Regions from separate parts of the Triticum aestivum genome. Here region 1 is linked to region 2. A link is a contact called in public Hi-C data. All regions are on one chromosome and are shown on one strand. Each heading gives the region's core, a stretch centred on a gene start, on an enhancer-like site or on the middle of the called end of the contact. The rest is flanking DNA. Distances are from core to core; before and after follow the strand shown.

The links. A called contact is a pair of places that touch in the nucleus more often than the background predicts.
Region 1: a contact with region 2 is called in a Hi-C map of leaf, with 4 times the contacts expected there. The contact joins the promoter of LOC123052587 here to the promoter of LOC123052583 in region 2. A contact is called at or near these places in 2 of 5 Hi-C or Micro-C datasets (both in leaf).

The regions. Positions count from the first base shown.
Region 1 is chr2D:207,755,846-207,759,512 of IWGSC CS RefSeq v2.1, reverse strand. It overlaps LOC123052587 (WD repeat-containing protein 74), which reads right to left and starts at 2,071. Exons shown (of 12, transcript XM_044475839.1): 1 at 1,965-2,071; 2 at 1,763-1,878; 3 at 1,626-1,655; 4 at 1,402-1,541; 5 at 1,073-1,249; 6 at 871-934; 7 at 679-786; 8 at 160-313. The coding sequence starts at 2,046.
Region 2 is chr2D:207,149,369-207,152,921 of IWGSC CS RefSeq v2.1, reverse strand. LOC123052583 (protein TPX2) reads right to left here and starts at 1,989. Exons shown (of 20, transcript XM_044475834.1): 1 at 1,552-1,989; 2 at 1,368-1,462; 3 at 1,203-1,261; 4 at 910-1,016; 5 at 614-821; 6 at 411-519; 7 at 221-337; 8 at 1-85. The coding sequence starts at 1,735. It overlaps LOC123052582 (serine/threonine-protein kinase svkA), which reads right to left. Exons shown (of 20, transcript XM_044475832.1): 20 at 3,421-3,553.

The DNA of each region.
Region 1 (3,667 bases), core at 822-3,321, 610 kb before region 2:
TTGAAGTTTAAGAAAACACAGGTCTATCTCGAAATTCAAATCTTCAAAATTCAGTAGTTACCTAAACTGAATATAAGCTATTTTAACACTAGAAAAGGAACATGTTCCAAAAATACTCAGTTCCATTAAAAGATACTGCACACCATCTGTTTATCATACCTGTTCTCATGTCAAAGGAAGCGAGGTCTCCTGTTCCTGTCCCAATATAGACAGTATGTCCATCTGGATCCCCTGCAACTGCCTTGATTGGTGACTCCCTAAAATCAACTGAAACAACAGGTCTTCTTTGCGAAGCAGTATCGTATAAGCGAACCTGGCAAACACAAAATGAAAACACCATTAGTTGTTAGTGAAGTTGAGCAGTCATCATCAGTGCAGCATAATATATTACAGATGCAAATGATCGTAGCAAACATCCACAGCTAGTCACTGCCTAGCATAAAAGGAAGTAGAAACACGTCAATTAAGCAAATGAAATGGTTTCATTATTTACAATCTATGAGGGGACTACACAGATGTAACAGACACATCATAACAAAACCCCATCAACAGCAGCGTTGCAGCCAGAGAGCTGAACTGGTTAAATTTGTTGAATTCTAACACAAACATTGAGCAAATTTTATCCATAAAAGATTAAATTTGGAGTTCTGTTAGCATAACAGTGATGAGATATGGTACCTGATGATTATTTGTGCCGGCTACAATTTTACGGTGATCATCCTTGCACAGGAAAGTTCCAGCAGTGAACCAAGGTTTGGTAAATATACCAACGTTGTTAGCTCGGGGCTGTGAGATCAAAATAAAGTTAACATGGACAATAGTTTGCTAATATATCAGCTAATAAGAAAAAAAAAACAGATTGGTACTTACAGATTTAGCAGACCACATCTTACTACAAGATGTGATATCCCACAAGTTTACTTCCATACCATTCCTAAAATGAATGAAATAACTGTTAAAACGCCACAAATTTCCTAAATGATTTTCACATCTCATACAGAAAAGCTGGTAAATAAAAGGAATGCAGCCACAGTATTAGGCAATCGCATGCTAGAGGTTATAGTCAACTCACCCTCCGAACATTGCATAGTTTTCACCAGCATCCACAGATGAAAACTGCAATGTACCCTTGTTACACACGTCCCAAGTGCTTGATGGCCCAACATCCGAGTCAGATGCCGTGTTTTCTTTTGCAACAGATCTCACACTTGCTTTGCCCTTCTCCGTACAAGCAAGAAATGTACCTAACCTGCAACGAGCAACTAAATGTAAATACAATTTGGCCAATATCACCAAAATGCAGAAGAGCAATGAACTTTTCAATGATATGGAACTTAATACAGGTGTAGACGTGTTGTAAGATATCTATTACGGGGAAAATTATCAGCATGTGAAAATTACGTGGTTAAGTCTGGTGCATGTTTTCTGAAGAGGTGCAGGGCGACTAGGGGATCATTTTCCACAGCTCCGACAGTTTGGTCTGTCCTAGAGAACTTGAAAGCGGCCAGAGCATCACCATTCAGGGGATTCAGCAACTCAACCTACACAAAAACCTTTGGAATTAACAACCAACTGAAAGACACACAAGGTAAGCGTCCCAACTCTGAGAAGCAGCAGTCACTCACCACACCGTTCTTCCTTGCCACAGCCAAAACCTGCAAAACGCAACACAATAGACAATCGCGATTATAGGAATGAGCAACCGTGATGGACCAAGAGCTCATGAGAGAGAGCTGAGCTGAGCTGGTAGAGGGGGACTGACGGGGTCGACGGCTCGGTCGGCGAGTGAAGCGACGAGGATGGCCCTGGAGGCGTCGGGTTCGCCCCACGTCTCGACGACCTTGGCGACGCCCGCCGGTCTAGTGCGGGCCTCGACGACTGCGCCGGGATTAAAACGGAGAAGGAACAGTGAGCAGCAGGTGGCGGCGGAGGGGAGGCGGCGAATTCGGGCAAGGCGGCAGTACCTTTGATGAGGCCGAGGATGTCGGTGGTGATGGCGCGGAGCGGCGGGCAGCCGGGGCTCTCCACCGAAGTGATCCGCGGCATCCTTCCTTGGCTTCTCTCTCCGGTGGAGGAGAGGCGGCAATTCGGGGGAGGAGAGGCAGAGTAGGGCTTCTCGTGTTTTTAGGGTTTTAGGGGAGATAGATGGATGCAGGGTGAGTCTGCTCTGGGCCGGGCGGTCCTTCCGTGGCGGCCGCGACACCGTGGAAAAGCCTGAATGGCGAGCCCGGAGGGTTTTAAACAGCGAAAATCCTATTTAGAGCTTAAGGCGAGGAATAATATAATGTGTAAATGGTACAAAACGCACATCCTGGACAGTACTGGGCCTGACCCCTGTAACCCCCAGAGCAGGTTTTCGAGAAGGGTCTGTCTATAACACATCTAGATGTGACATAATTATGTCGCATATAACCTGATGTCCACTATGTTTGTGGTCTAATTTTTTTTGTCCCAACTTTTTTTCTGTTTCTTGTTGCTATGTTAGTTGTGGGAGTTCAGATGTGACATTTCTAGAAAACATCTAGATGTGAATTAGACAAACTGTTTCGAAAACGTTCTAGCAGGTTCTTCGCCCTTTTTTTCTCTTTTTTTCCGATGTTTCTCAACAGTTTTGCCGGTTTTCTTTTTTATTATTTTTATCTTCCCTTTTTCATTTTTCTTTGGTTTTAGTTTTAAATTTTTTAAACACTTCCAAATATATTTAAAAAACTTTCAAAATTAGTGAATGTTTTTAAAATTCGTGAACAGTTTTCAGATTTGTGAATATTTTCCAAATCCATGGATAGTTTTTATTTTTTGACAATTTATAAGCCCATGAACATTTTTATAATTTTGTGAATATTTTTTTAGTTCATGAACATTTTAAAAATTCATGGACATCTTTTAAAATACATGAAAATTTTCAATCTATATATTTTTTAAATCTATCATACAACCAAGCTATCTTTTACAAATAAAAAATACGCTACAACGGCCATGTGGTAGGCAACCGAACGAGAACAACATGAAAGAAATGCAATGGCGTGCAATAGGGAGCCCAATCAAGAGCGACATCGAGTTTCTACACTCTAACTCAAATGCACCCACGTGAATATTAAAAAAAATAAAGTAAAACAATTCAAAATGATACTAGATGCCATCTTTGCCTAAACTCCTCGGAAATGGCGACCCACCTGTGCAAGGATTGCCCTTTCTCCTTGGTGGTCAGAAACTGCATGGAGAGTTGTTCTCGTCATGCGGCATGCTCCTGTCAATGTGGAATGGTGCAGTGGCATGATTTCTTGGTTCTCACGCGAGGAGAAGTGTCGGCGCAGTGGTACAGAAAATTTGGAAGGAGAGGAATAGGCCCATCTTCAAAAGAACTCGTATGACCTACATCGAGGTTGCAAGGCTGGCCCTTGAGGACATCAAGCAGAGGGGAATGGCTTTGGGTAACTACCAACCACCAAAGGGGATTCGCTAGGTGGCTTGTTTTTTTAGCGGGTTTTTGGAGCGATTTTTCTCAAAACGAGTCCACCTCTTGTAAATATGTATTTACCCGCGAAATGAAAGGCAGTGATCCTCTCGATTCCTCGAAAAAAGATATCGAATTCTTTGCTAAAGCGGGGGTTTAGCAAAGAGTTCATCATCATCAACACATGAATTTAGTGCACAAAGAGTTCACAAT
Region 2 (3,553 bases), core at 740-3,239:
TGTAGTGGCTGCCCAAATCTCTAGTCCCTGACTCAAACTTCTTGACCATTTCAGCTGCTGAAATATATGGAGTCACTGTCACGTCCTGAAAAAACGGGCAACAATTACAGTAAGTACAAATTCACAAAATAATAAAATCACATTACACCTGCAGTTTCATATCTCTCCCCACTACGCAACAAAATGAGCTTTATTTAGAGTCAGAAGAAGATATCCCCACCTTCAGAGAGTGAGCGTCATCATGGCGGTGCCTCATGGAAGACTGTCCCACCTCGGTGCTTCCTGCTAAACTACATCTTCCTTTGTGAGGCAGCACCTGGGACTTGACGTTCAATATCTGGTCATTGCAGTGATTTGTAAGTTCACAGTACATGGACAAGTTCTGCCAGTAATATAAGTTCCTGCTATACCTGTCTTGTACTTCCATCATCTAGTTTTTGCTTCTTCACAGCCTGATTTTCTTGCCTAATATCATTTGCAGCAGCAGCTGCCTTTCCGGCCACCGCATCACGAGCCCCCCTAAGAACCAACAACCCAGGACATCGTTAAGCAAACCATCTCAAACTTTGGACAACGGTATCAGTATCTACGAGTCAGCATATATTTCCCCTACTTGATCACACTCTTCTTCGTTAATGCCAGCGAGGACTGCTTCAGATTAGACGGTTGCACGGTCTTTGAGCGAGTGGATGAGCTCCCCTGCACCTTGGGAGTGCACGCTTCAGCCTTCACTGTTGACTTGGCACGAGTGGTCGCAGCAGTGGTAACTTCCGCAGGTGGAGGCGGCCTCTGAATCTTGGGCGTGCTAGACCCAACATCTGCTGCTAAAACCACGGCAATGTCAATATCAGAACTGAGGAATCAATTCCCAGCCGGCATTCCTCCAAGAAATACTAGTTAGTGACTCACATTTTGCAGCCAAATCTTTGGACAGGGGGAACTCGAAAGACTTGGGTGACTCCTCCTTCTCTTCTGTTGGCGGCGACTCTGACATGGTGTCAGGACAAGCAGACGTGCTGATCAAATGAAGAAAGACAGGCAAACATGGTATGAGGACAAAAGTATGCCAAAGACAGAAGGAGAGATACGAGGTCCAAATAGGCAATTTTGGGGGGTGTCACAGAACACAATTAACTGGCAGAAACAGAACACAAGGAATGATATGTAAATTCTAGAAGAAAGAGAATCACCCCAGCGCTTACCCATCGATATCCCCTGCCGGATTTGTGACGTTGACTGCTGCCTCCTCCGTTGCTTGGTTCTACCGCCGCAAACACCAACACAGATTGGGTGATGAGAAGGGGGAACAGAAACAACCCAACCCAAATCAGAGGAAAATCGAGGCAATCTCTTTCCATTTTCGTTACCTTTGGAGATGGAGCCGGGTCCTCCGCGTCCGCGAAGTCGCAGAGTGCGTCGATCTTGACCTCCGCTCTCGACTCCTTGATCCTCGGGGCGAAGGCTGCGCGCAAGAAGTAGAGAGAGAAGAGCGAGTCAGGGTAAATTTCCGGGAGAGAAGCCGCGGGGAGGGGGAGGGGGCGGGGTGCGTACGCGAGGGCGCGTGGCTGGCGCCGGCCTCGAACCAGCGCTCGGCGGCGCGGATGTCGGCCTCCGTCTCGTCGAGGACGAAGTCGAAGTACTTGGGCGCGCGGTACTCGTACGCCTCATCCACCTGGAACTGCACGGCCGCCGCCGCCGCCTCCGTCCCGGAGGAAGGTTTGGTCTCCGCCGCCATGGACGGGCAGAATTCTAGGGTTAGGAGCGCGCGAGCTAGGGTTCTCTCTCTCTCTCTCTCTCTCGCTCCGGATGTGGTGGTGTGTGATGTGTGGTTTTGATTGGAGGCGGGGAGAAGAAGGGAAGGGAAGGGGATCGGCTGGATCGAGGGGGAGGAGCCTGGTGGGGTGGGTTGGAGAAGAACGTTGCGAGTCCAACGGTCGGGGGATTTGAAGTGTTTGCCGATTGCCAAAGGGGCAAGTCTTAACGGAGGGGAGGGGAGGAGAGGAGGACTGGACCTGGGTGGTTGGGTGCTGTGAGAGAGATAGATCTATCTCGGCGCTGTGTGCGCAACGGCTATTTTTGCGGCGCGGCTGCCAGCGGTGCCCATTCAGATTAAGGGGGTGTTTGGTTCCAGGGACTTTTTTGTGCTGGGACTAGAAAAAGTCCCTAGCAAACCAAACAGGGTGGGACTTTTTTGAACTTTTTGTTAAAAGTCCTTAGAAGCACCTCCTTAAGAGTCTTTTTCAAAAAGTCCTAGGGACTAGAAAAAGTCCTAGGACTAGAGAACCAAACACCACCTAATGGTCCGCCGGACTAGCAACTTTTCGAGGACCAACAGATTAGTGGTACTGCTACAGCTATCGATCTGGCACAGACTGCCCATGTTGGTTGTAGCTTAACGGTCATGATGCAATGTAAAACTTGCTTTTTTTTAGGGGAATGTAAAACTTGCTTAGAATAACAGGATGCCTTCTTCTCGCCTAACAACTCGCCCTACTGTGTTGGATCTTATTTGGAAATTCAACAAGTTGATTTCTAAGCACTTGGTAAGGGAGGATTATTTCACACAATATTCGGTGATCTCTATGCTTACAAATTTGCCCTGGCAAATGGGTGATGAACCCCTACCATCCTTCAGGCCTTGTTTGGTAGCCCGTGATCCCCTTCAGCGACGCTGATATGCTCTAAGGCACTCCCACGATGCCAGTGGATCGGGGTTGTCACCCTCCTCTTTTCCTGAATCTCCCCTCCGTCAGCTCAGCTCATGTCACCTCCCTCTTCCACCCCAGCGTTCTTGCTTATGAATGGTGGACAAGGCCGCAGATCCACGAACCTGCTCTTGCGAGGGATTTCCTTCCCTCCCCTTGTTGCCATTTGGGCACCTGGGGTAGTGGGAGGGATTCCATATGCATAGGAAAATCTCTCCCTAGAGGTTTAGGCCTCGTTGATTCAAAGAATTCCTAAAGAAATTTTGGAGCATTCCAATTCGTAGTTTTTTTTGCTATGTAGCTTGTTTGATTCGTAGGATTACAATCCATAGGATTCATTTGTGCTAGTTTTCATAGGGAAATTTTCATCCACTCCAACCTCATGTGAAGCATCCAACATATTTCCGGTGCACTATCACTATCAAAAGACTACTAATCCTATAGCATTGAAGATGTCATGCCACTTATTCCTATGTTTTTCCTATTCCTACATTTTACAAATCAAAGAGCCCCTATTGCTCTGGATTTCCACTTCCCAACAACCAACTGAGCACTCAGGTTGCAACCCGCGTGGTTTTGCCTCTGCACTCGGTAAACCGTTGACAACAATAGATGTACAGGCTACACATGGTCAGTTGGTCACATCCAGGGACAAATGCATGGTTAGATTTTGTCACCAGTCCTGAAACAAGTCATTCACAAATATTCCCAAGTATAACCAGCAAGATTTGGATATGTTATTTGTGCATCTCAGATGTCATGCACGTATGGCGGTAGCAGTTACGTTAGAAAATGGGCAGCAAATATGTTGTCCTAGTAAAACAAAACAAATAGAACAAACAGATGGC